Linked DNA regions of Macaca mulatta: region 1 is linked to region 2. Evidence: chromatin contacts called from public Hi-C data. All regions are on one chromosome and are shown on one strand. The core of a region is the stretch at or near the end of the contact, and the rest is flanking DNA. Distances in the headings are between cores, read along the strand shown.

Region 1 (5,492 bases), core at 1,395-3,894, 210 kb after region 2:
ATCCGAGGGAAGCCAAGGTGGGCAAATCACTTGAGCCCAGGAGTTCCAGACCAGCCTGAGCAACAGGGCAAAACCCCGTCTCTACAAAAAATTAGCCGGGTGTGGTGGTGCACACCTGTGCTCCTTGGGCAACTGAAGGAGAATTGCTTGAGCCTGGAAGGTCAAGGCTGCAGTGAGCCCTCTTCACACCACTGCACTCCAGCCTGGGTGACAGAGCAAGACTCTGTCTCAAAAAATAAAAAAACATTGCCCAGGACAAAGATGAACCAAACTCAGTCCCTGCCCTCAATGAACTCATAATCCAGAGCTACAGAATTGATAACAGCATACAATTAATAGCTTTAAAATTATTCCTTCTACAAGTAGGTTATGGCAGGCCTGGTTAACCAGAACAGCCAGTGATTCTTGCTAATACACAGCTGTAAGACTTTATGATGCACATGCACTGAATTAGTTAAAAGTGTTAATTCATTTTGGAAAATTTAAACTGTTTCCGAAACAATTATAAATCCCTGTAGTCACGGAATTCCTAAATTCCATTGCCTCCAGTTCCCATCTTTAGGACTTTGTTGGTGCGTCAGGAGGACTCAGCACTTTTGTATCCATTCTTCAGCTCAACAAGGAAAGGGAGGTAGGAGAAGGACCTCAGCATTGCCCTAATCTTGCCCATAGTTCCATGGAACCAGAAAGGGTTAACTTTTCCCACTTTCCTTGTACCTCCCTTTTTTCAAACCCTGAATTCTGTCTCTGCTTTCAGTGACTGCCTAGACTGATAAATTATAAGGGTTTTTTGGTTGTTGCAGGGTTTGAGACAGGGTCTCAGTGGCATGATGATGGCTTACTGCAGCTCAAACGATTCTTCTGCCTCAGCCTCCTGAGTTGCTGGGGCTACTCGTGTGCACAGAGACAGGATCTCCTATGTTGCCCAGGCTGGTCTTCAACTCCTGGCCTCCCAAAGTGTTAGGATTACAGGCATGAGCTAATGCCCCAGCTCATGAGGGATATTTTTAAGATATAGTTTCTATTTACCATTTTTCTCCATGTAACCCTGCCTGTGTGTCTTCCTCCTTTGCTATTGGAAGGGTTAGGACTGCAATGGCAGAAAAGCAAAAACATTAAGAATATTCAGCTTTTAACTTAGAAAACACATTGTGAATGTCTAACAGGACCTATCAAGAGTTAGGCCTGGCTAACTTGATCACTAAGGCAGTCACTGGAAGCTGAGAGAATTCAGGGTTTGAAGAAAGAGGTACAAGGAAAGTCGGAAAAGTTAACTCTGCTTCCATAGAACTAGGGGCAAGGTTGAGGCAATGCTAAGGTCCTCATTCCACCCTCCCTTTACCTGTTGAACCGAACAATTCCCCAAATGGATACAAAAGTACTCAGAGTCCTTAGTATAACAAAGTCCTGAAAGTAGGAATTAGCAGCAATACAGGGAAAGACAGTAACTACAAAAAATATTCAAGGTCTGTGGGAGGTCAACACCTCTGAACCCCCTGGTGGTGGGGGGGCACTTCTCGCCCATTTGCACCTTTCTTGCTAGTGTAAAAAACCTGAAGTTGTCTCAGGCTGGATAGATAACCCTCACTCAGGTCTGCTGGAGCTCTCCCCCACATATGAATCATATTTGTAGGTTTCTTTGACAACCAACCACTCATTGATATGCTTGGAAGACTGCACCCCCACATTCTTAAAAATACAATGGTACTCCCCCCCATAGGCAAGTCCCCGGACTCTGACACATATCTTCAATTGAAAGCAGACCCAGAAAGGAAAAACTGCATAATACACCATCCTTTAATGTTTGCCCAGAATTTCCAATACTAGAAACCCCACTGCAAAGCAGAAAGACTATTTGGTAGCTTCAAGGAACCATTTCAGGAGATTGTTGTGTGGCCCTCAGTATTCAATGCTGCCTTAGAAGATCTTGCGATCCTCTCTCTTCTTGCCCCAAGTACCAGAGTTCATAAGCCACTGAACCAACCAGAGGGGAGTTATTTTTGGTCCCGGTTTAAAGAAAACAAAACAAGCTGTTGATCCTCCCACGACCTCTTGGGTAATGTCTCTATACCTGTGATAAACCGAAAACAACTAATAAAGGTGTATCCAGCCCTCACCCTCTTAGACCCGCTTCACAGACCTGGCCGAAACTCACATCCAGGCGAGGCTCTCACGTGACCCGTTCTAAACGCGTCACAGGGACACGTGGTTCTAGATACTTCTCCCCCTCCCCCTCAGGGGTGGATTGTTGACAAGGCCGCGGGCAGTCACGTGATCTTACATCATCCCACCTCCTTTCCCTGAAATCCCTGGCCCGGATACGTCCTTCTTTCTCCACCCCGCCGAGCCTAAACTAGAGACGGGGAGGCAGACAGGATAGTGTGTCGGTTTCGTGGTCTCTGAATCCACAACCTCTAGTCTGAACACAGAGAACACAAATTTGTCGATCACTTCAGGAAGCCCAGGAAGAACCACGCCCCGCTGAAGGGCTCAGGGAACGCGCGCTCCCCCGTCCCGCCCCCTCCTCCCCCAGCACTCACTCTGTGGTAGCGGCGGAGGGCGGAGGGATCCGGAGGCGGCGGAGGGAGACGTCATTGCAGGGTTGTTTGTCAGTCTTGGCGGCGGCGGCGGCGGCGGCGGCGGCAGCGGCGATCCACAGTGATTCGGCCGCCGCGCCGGGGGGTGGGGGGGCTGCGCGGGACTCTTTTCTTTCAGACTGACCGCGGGGCAGCTGCGGAGCATGTCGACCCCGGCCCGAAGGAGGCTTATGCGGGATTTCAAGCGGTAAGGGCCTTCAGCTTCGCATAGATGACGGCCTCTCAAAGCTGCGGGGCTGCAGGGCGTGGATCCCGGACACCTTCCCCTTGTGACCCTCAGAGGGTCGGCTGTGGGCCCAGGGGGACTGGCGGAAGCCGGGTCCTACCTCGGCCCCTACTCTCCTTATCCTTGCCGCTCGCTCTGGCGCCCGAAGAAATTTCGATACTGCTTCCCCTCCCCCCAAAAAGTAAAACGATGTCGATCGACTGGTCTAGGGTTCCCCGCTGCCCATTTCGGCCAGCTGCCCGGGGTCTCGTCCAGGGGATCAGACGGGGATCAGACATCATCCTCCCGCCCCTGCACCCTGCGGAGACCCTTTCTTGTCCCCTCAAAGTGAGCTCCCGCGGGAGCTTGTTCTTCTCCGGCAGCACCAGTCAGCTTTGTTTCAAGGCCCCTCAGTCTTCTCCGAGGAGCCGGGTTGGGGTGAACCTCCCCAGCCCCCCACCCCCGCCAGTCCTTTCCATTTCTGCCGTGAGGGTGGGGTCCAGTGCGTGAGGCTCGGAGGTTAACCCATCCCCCGAAACCCGACTCTGTCCCCGCCCGCCTGAAAAGACCTTGGGAACTGACTTAGAGATCTGGGACCTTAGAGCTGGCCACCCCGGCTGCCAGTGCCTTCTGGAACTCAGATCTGGCTGGTGAAGAAAGCCCTATCTATAGCCTCCCGAGTCTGGAAAAATGCCTTCCCTTAGACTGGCGCTAATTTGATACTCCCTGGGCCTTCTTTGGTAAATAAAATAGGGTTTTGTTAGGAGGTATTGGGGTTGTGAGGAAGAAAATGATTATTCCGTTAGTTTACCTTTTATTGGATACTTAGAGACGTAGAAAAAACAAAATAACGTAGAAAAAACAAAATAAGTGAGAAAACATTTTGATATTCTGCACATTTTTCTTAAAATTTTTTCTGGGGACACCTACCCTAATTGAACAAAATAGCATAAAAACATAGATTTGTCGCTCAGGAAGTCACCTCTCAGCTATTATAAAGCCTATGTGAGGCATTTGGATTTGGCCAACTTATTTAATTCATTCGTAGCTTCTCTTAGCCATTTAAAGGTAGGCGTCAAGCAGTGCAGTTCTTCTAAGGCTTCTGTTTGTGGTGGCCTAATTTGCTTGAGATTGACTAAAAACCTTTTTTTTTATGTGGACTAGTTGCAAATTATGATGCCCCATGAAAACAACTCCATATGTATTTGTGAGTGTGTATAATGTAGCATTTTTAAATTGAGGTTACAGTCTCTGAAAGGAGATGCCCTTTTTGGTGCAAAAGTCATTTTTCTAAAGCTTGAAATCAGTGTATCTGATTAGCACTCATGACTAAAATTCAGATAGTAAACTAGTTCATGTCATTGTCGCCCTGGCTCCTTACTGTAATGCTCTGCTTAATTCTGAGTTGAATACATGGCACCTTTTGTAGTTTTCCAGAGATCTATAGGTTACAAGAATTTGACTATGACGAATGTGGGAAAGCCTTGTATTGAGTCTCCTGATTTGAGAGGTAGATTTGATGTTAGTGCAGAGCCTTTAAAATAGGGACTGGCGGAAAACCTACTGATTACTTTTTAAAGCCATTGCTGTTTGAAGCAAAAGGGATAGAGTAAATCTGCTGCCTAATACTAGTTTCCTAGTTAAATTTAATGTGTTTTCAGTCATTTCGTGTTTACACTGAGGTTTGCTTTTTTTTTTTTTTCTTGTAGCCATTTTGCAGAAGTAGCCGTGGTTAGGATACACAGTCTTTGCATGTTTAGAGCAGCAAAATCAATGGTTCTGTAAAAATATTACTTGCTTTTGAGGTTTTAAACTTTTTTTGGTATAAGAGGACAGTCTATATACATCAATTCTTGAAGAGATACTCTTGATAATATTGAAAGAGGGATGATTCTCAAGCCCTTCGGATTTTTAGGTAATTTGGAGAGGTATTTAATAAGTATATATACCTGGTTAATATATCTAAGTCATATGGTTCATTTTAGTTCACAATAACAAGGAAATGGAGTTAGTCTGTGTCTCAAAATAGATGGTGTAGTGTCTGTAGGTGTTTATGTGGCCTCCTTAGTGGCCTTAATGTTCAACTTTTTAAATTACAACGCTGGATTTCTAGGTTACAAGAGGACCCACCTGTGGGTGTCAGTGGCGCACCATCTGAAAACAACATCATGCAGTGGAATGCAGTTATATTTGGGTGAGTTGAAAGGTTTAACAAATAATAGGTGTGTGCTGAATCTTTAAGAAAAGTGAACATATAACAACTGTCTAGGAAAAGAAACTGAGGTAGAATGAGAGATCTTAAGGACTAAAACTGCAAGATAAATTAGAAAAAAATTTTTTTCAATTAGAGTTTTGGCCCAGCACAGTAGCTCAACGCCTGGGAGGATCGCTGGAGCCCAGGAGTTCATCACCAGCCTGGGCGATATAGTGAGACAGTGAGACTCTGTCCCCTCTCCACCAAAAAAAGAGTTTTGGCCCAGTCTGGGCAACATAGTGAGAGACCTTGTCTCTACAAAAAGTATAAAACTAACTGGGCATGGTGGTGCCCAGCTACTTGGAAGGCCGAGGCAGGAGGATCACTTGAGCCCAGAAGTTTGAGGCTGCAGTGTGCCACTGCACTCCAGCCTGGGCAGCCAGCTATCCAAAGAAAAAAAAAAAAAAGGGAAAAAGTTTCAGCAGTTATACAAAGT
Region 2 (5,419 bases), core at 1,541-4,040:
GAAGATAAGTTCAGATCCAGAGAGTAAATGAGAATATGCTGATTTATGTCTGAGGCAATGCAAGACCATATACACAAGAATAAAATGATTTAAAGATAAGCAGATGTGAGTACAATTCCCTAAATCTAGTAAGAAGCTTCATTTCAGAGCGCTTTTTATCTTTCAGTACTGACTGTCCAACTGACCAACTTTGAGATCTCTTGTCAAGAGCTCCATAATAATAACCTATTACTTGCTCTGAAAATGCATTTATTAACTCAGAGTAATTATGAGTCACTAGGAAAAAGATAATCTTACATAAAAAGTTAGGCAATTAGGCCAGGCGTGGTGGCTCACGCCTATAATCCCAGCACTTTGGGAGGCCGAGGCAGGTGGATCACGAGGTCAGGAGATCGAGACCATCCTGGCTAACATGGTGAAACCCCGTCTCTACCAAAAATACAAAAAATTAGCCGGGCGTGGTGGCGGGCGCCTGTAGTCCCAGCTACTTGGGAGGCTGAGGCAGGAGAATGGCATGAACCCAGGAAGCAGAGCTTACAGTGAGCCGAGACCGCGCCGCTGTACTCCAGCCTGGGTGGCAGAGCAAGACTCCGTGTCAAAAAAAAAAGTTAAGCAATTAATTCCAAAGGACTTGAGTTCTGGCAAAAAAAAAAAAAAAGGAATTTAAAATTAAAAGTCCAACAATTTCTTACCATCTTCAAATTCTTTTTTTAAAAAAGAAAACATACATAAAAGAAAAACAACAACAAAAAGAGTAGCAATACCTGGTACAGATTAATTCAAGGCCTCTTAAAATTCACATACAACTTTTAAAAGGCCCATGCTTCTCAAGTATTCATAATCCAATGATGTCACTATTAACTTATGGTACCTCTGAAGTTTTCTAGGTGTGTTGTATTAAAAATCGCATATATTTTCACAAAAGTGTATCATTTGGCATTTAAAACATGCATCACACCCATTTTATGTTCAAAGACTTATGACCCATTACATCGGTTAAAATATTCATTCAGCTTCTCTGAGACAATTGTCCGCAACCCCAAAGCAAACAGGTTCTTAGGCAAAGGAAGCAAAAAAGTAAAGCGTGTTTTAAAACCAGCCACTGAAATATCCTACTCTCACTCATCCATGGTTGGAGAGAATCAGATTTCACTTTGCAATTCACAAACATGTCTGCTTCTCCATGTTGCTTAGCGCTTGCCAATAATGCCGTTGTCCCTGCTCAATGAAGAAGGACCCAGAGTAGAGGACCCTTCCTGTGACAAGACAACAATAAAAGGTATCTCCAAAAGAAAATATTTTAACGTGAGTCCAATTTTTAATTATAAAACATTTAAACATGTAATTTTTATATCAGATAGTACTGAAATGAACAGTGCAGAATCACAAGTCTAACAATGCAGTTGATAAAATTACTCTAAAAGCAAGACGACCGTTTCATATTTCTTTCAAATAACTCAAGTGCTTAGTCATAGTCAAATTCGTGGATTGGGTTACTCTTAAGGGAGTTGAGATCTTACTAAATAGCAGGTAGGTAATCGGTTAAATCTGTAATTCGATGCACTTGGTAATACTAAACTAAAAGATAAGTTTTAGTGTTACAGTAGAATAAAGTGCAAAATTTTTAAGTAATAATGGATGAAATTTTGATTTGAAATGTTTTCAAAACAATTCCATTCTAAAGAAAGAGGCCTAAAGGCTCCTGCACTTGTAAATAATTCTCCATGGCCAGCATAAAGTGGGTTCTATCACATCATAAAGGGAAAAAAACCCCTGCGTTTTAAGTGACCCGAAATTCTGCCACTGCTTTTTAGACTGCACAGTGGAGGAGACTATTGTTCTATGACACAGATACATTCTATTGTGACGCTCTAATGGAAAAATGCATGTTCCTAAAACCCAAACGTGAAGTTCCCACTAAAAGTGAACCAAAGCAGCTGGACATCCTATTTCTTTAAAAGCCAGACACTTCGAGTTAAGTTATACACAGCTCTTACAAGTCACACCACTCTGAAGATGGTATCTGCTATCACAATAGTTATTTCAACGACTCCAAGTCATAGCAAAACAACGCGAAGAAATATTTACAAGGAACAGGCGGCTATGTGCAGAAACTCGGCGCCCGCACACAGTTAGCCAGGACCGACGGGTAGCTAGTGACGCCAGACACGGGGGAGAAAGGATGGCAGCCAAGAACCGGGCGGCCTCAGACCACCACCGCAGCTCTCCCTCCCGACCACAACAAAAGCCAGACACCGACACACGCCCATGCTCACGACAGCCAAGGGACCCCCATTCACAACCCCGCCGCCACCCCCGCCCTAGTCCCCGGGACAGCAGGCTTAAGGCCAAGAGAGGCCCCCGGCCATAGCCTGGGCCTTGCAGCCGAGCCTGCGCCGGCTGACGCTCGGCCGGTGCAGAGAAAGCCCAGCCCGGGGTTCGGCTCACACTTATGGAGCGCTGTGAGGACGCGCGGCCAGAGCAGGCCTCGCTGAATCGGGGGCGGAGAGGGTGGACGAGACCTGATGGTGTCTCCCGAAGAACGGGGTCGACAACACGATCCACCGGGCCCGAAAGAAGGCCAGGCCCAGTCACCGCCCGCCGCGGGCAGGCCCAAACCGCAGCAGTGAGGCCAGCCTGCATGCAATCCGGGAGCCACGACCCTTTCCAGCTCAGTGGGCGGCTACTCACGGTGTTCGGTGTTAAGGAGACTGCCGGCGGGAGGCTGACGAGAGCTAGGAGACGTCAGCGGAGGAACAGAAAAGCGGAGGACGAAGCCACTACAGCCTCTCGGCGCGGCGCGGCGTCTGCTTTATAGGAGAGGGCGCAGGCGCCGAGGACCCCGGGGCGCGCGGCGTCACACAGCGGCTGGGCTGGCCGCCGAGATCGCCTGACGGCAGGCCGAAGACGGCGGGGCGGGCCCAGGCCGGGAGGCGACGAGGAGCTGCCGGGGCGGCTGGCCGGGGGGTTGGGGAACGGGAGAGCTTTCGCCTTTCCCTAGCTCTGAAAGCGCCGCGCTCTCTCATCAACTGGGTGCCGAACCCTGACTGGCCTAGAAAGGTCTTTCAGGCAGGGGCGCCCTAAGCCGAGTAAAATACCCCAGCTAAACGGCCTGGAAAAAACAAAACGGGGCGTGTGTGCGCCTATGTGTGTGTTCCTGGGAACAACAGAACGGGGCGCGCGCGCGTGTGTGTGTGTGTTCATTCCTGGGAGGGGCTGCGTGTGTGTGTACGCGCGTGTGTTCATTCCTGAGGTGTATGTGTGTGCGCGCGCGGGTGTGTGTGTGTTCATTCCTGGGGTGGGGATGGGGGGGCGCTTGTGTGTGTGTGTTTTACTACTGAACTGATACAGCTTGTCCAGCCTCCATTCTCCACAGTAACCCTCCGAGGTGAAATAGTGTTAGCCTTTTCGCCTCTGCAGTGAGGGAACAGGTTCGGAACGGTTAAGTGGCAGAGCCAGGATTTGAACATTACTCCACAGTTAGGTGCCGTTAGCCCTTATTTCCTACTATTGACTTCTAAAGAGGCTTCCGTGCCAAAAATAGCCATCGTCGTAGGGAAACCCCAAATCTAGAGAGATGGCTTCCATCTAGCAATAGGTACCCATTCCTTCACTAAACATGCTCTGAGCCCGACATGCGAGGCGTGGTGCTGGGGATTCGGCAGTGAACCAGGCAGCCAGGGCCCGGCCTGGACAGAACTCTTGTCTGGGGTGCTCCCAGGAAGGCTGTGATGAGGTCGATGGAATGAAGCCTGCAGTAAAGGAACGGGAGTAGTCTGAAAGCCCCACCCCGCTCTGCTCGGGAACGTTATTCTCCCTGTCCTAGGAGACTGGGCGCCGGGCTCGTCTAGCCAATAGGCACGTGATGGTATCCCTGACACAGGAAGACAAAAGATACTTCCACACAGGGCCCCCTGAAGAAACCGGAGACGTACAGTGCCTCTGGGATGGGACTGGGCAGGAATGCCAAGCAGCTTCTTGAGTTACCAGGTCTTTGTCTACAAGCTGTGGTATCCAGTGTCTGCCAGGTGCCACAGCTGATGACAGAAGATGAAACGCCTGCAGCTCTCAGATATTTTCTCAGCAGCACAGCCCTGCCCTCAGCAGCTCCAGCTTCAGGCCTCCTAGGCAGGGCCCACTGGAGCCCCTTTGCTCCCCTGCCTATGGTATGCAGGGTGATACCTTATAAACTCTCCTTGAGCATCCTAAGCAGGACTGTGCAGTGTCAGGTCATACAGCTAGCCTGGGGCCCCAGCACAGGGTCTGGCGTAAAAGTAGGTATATGCTTTTCCAAATATGTCTGAGAACCCCCTTTATTAGAATCACCAAGAAATGCCTACTTTTAAAAGAGATTTCGGGGCCGGGCATGGAGGCTCACACCTGTAATCTCAGCACTTTGGGAGGCCGAGGTGGGCAGATCACTTGAACTCAGTAGTTCGAGACCAGCCTGGGCAACATAGTGAAACCCCATCTCTACAAAAAAACAAAAATTAGCTGGGTATGGTGGCGTGAGCCTGTAGTCCCAGCTACTCTGGAGGTTAAGGTGGGAGGATCACCTGAGCCTAGGAGGCAGAGGTTGCGATGAGCTGAGATGATGTCACTGCACTCCAGCCTGGGTGACAGAGTGAGACGCAGTCTCAAAAAATAAATAAATAAAACATATTTCATTTGCTTGTATATGGTGCTTTATGTATAGATTATCTCAGGAAAGATACACAAGAAATTGGTCGCCTCAGAGGAAGGGAACTAGGTCACTGAGGGACGGGTTAGAATAATTTTTCACCTTATACCCCTTTCTACCTTTTGGGTATCAATTCACATCAATGTATTACATATTCAAAATTTTTAACTTAAAAATAAATTTGTTCAAGAAAAATGCAGATTCCTGGGTCCACTTTCAATCTAATAACTCCCTGGCGGCAGGTTTTTCTGCCCTTTAAACAAGTTCTCCAGGTGATCCTCAAGCCCAGAGTAAGTGAATAAACCTCTGTAGTAGCGTCTCAGTGGTGAAGCACTGCCAGGAAGGAGCCAACAGTGTTCGTCAAAGGTGACTAGTTTAGCTCCTCACTTTCTGGATCAACCCTACCTTCTCTCAAACCCTCCACTCAGGAGGGCCAAGGTAGCTGCAGCACTGTGGGACAGGCTGGGAGTGACTCATCTCCATTCATTTATCCATAGTGATGACCACAGGTCAGAAAGGATTGGCCCGCACAGAGTCCCTGTGGTACGTGTGGATACATGTGTGGGTGTGAGGGGCAGGGGTACCTATGTTACCAGAGCTGGCCCTGAGGAAGCTGAGGCTCCACCCTTACTCCGGTCACTCCATATGCTCCGTGCCAAGGGGTAATCAAAACCCCTTGTCCTAAGAGGAAGGAAACAAAACCAAAGAGACTTTCCCAGCCATCACACCAGCCCCAGC

Evidence for each region. Hi-C and Micro-C count contacts between places; a contact is called where the count stands out from the background.
Region 1: a Hi-C map of fetal cortical plate shows a contact between it and region 2, with 2.0 times the contacts expected there. The contact joins the promoter of CDKL3 here to the promoter of SKP1 in region 2. A contact is called at or near these places in 2 of 14 Hi-C or Micro-C datasets (fetal cortex germinal zone and fetal cortical plate).

Annotation. Positions count from the first base shown.
Region 1 is chr6:143,289,209-143,294,700 of T2T-MMU8v2.0, forward strand. It overlaps CDKL3 (cyclin dependent kinase like 3), which reads right to left and starts at 2,645. Exons shown (of 11, transcript XM_078005208.1): 1 at 2,541-2,645. It overlaps UBE2B (ubiquitin conjugating enzyme E2 B), which reads left to right and starts at 2,319. Exons shown (of 6, transcript NM_001194433.3): 1 at 2,319-2,784; 2 at 4,916-4,996. The coding sequence starts at 2,741.
Region 2 is chr6:143,076,132-143,081,550 of T2T-MMU8v2.0, forward strand. It overlaps SKP1 (S-phase kinase associated protein 1), which reads right to left and starts at 2,791. Exons shown (of 6, transcript NM_001193590.1): 1 at 2,692-2,791.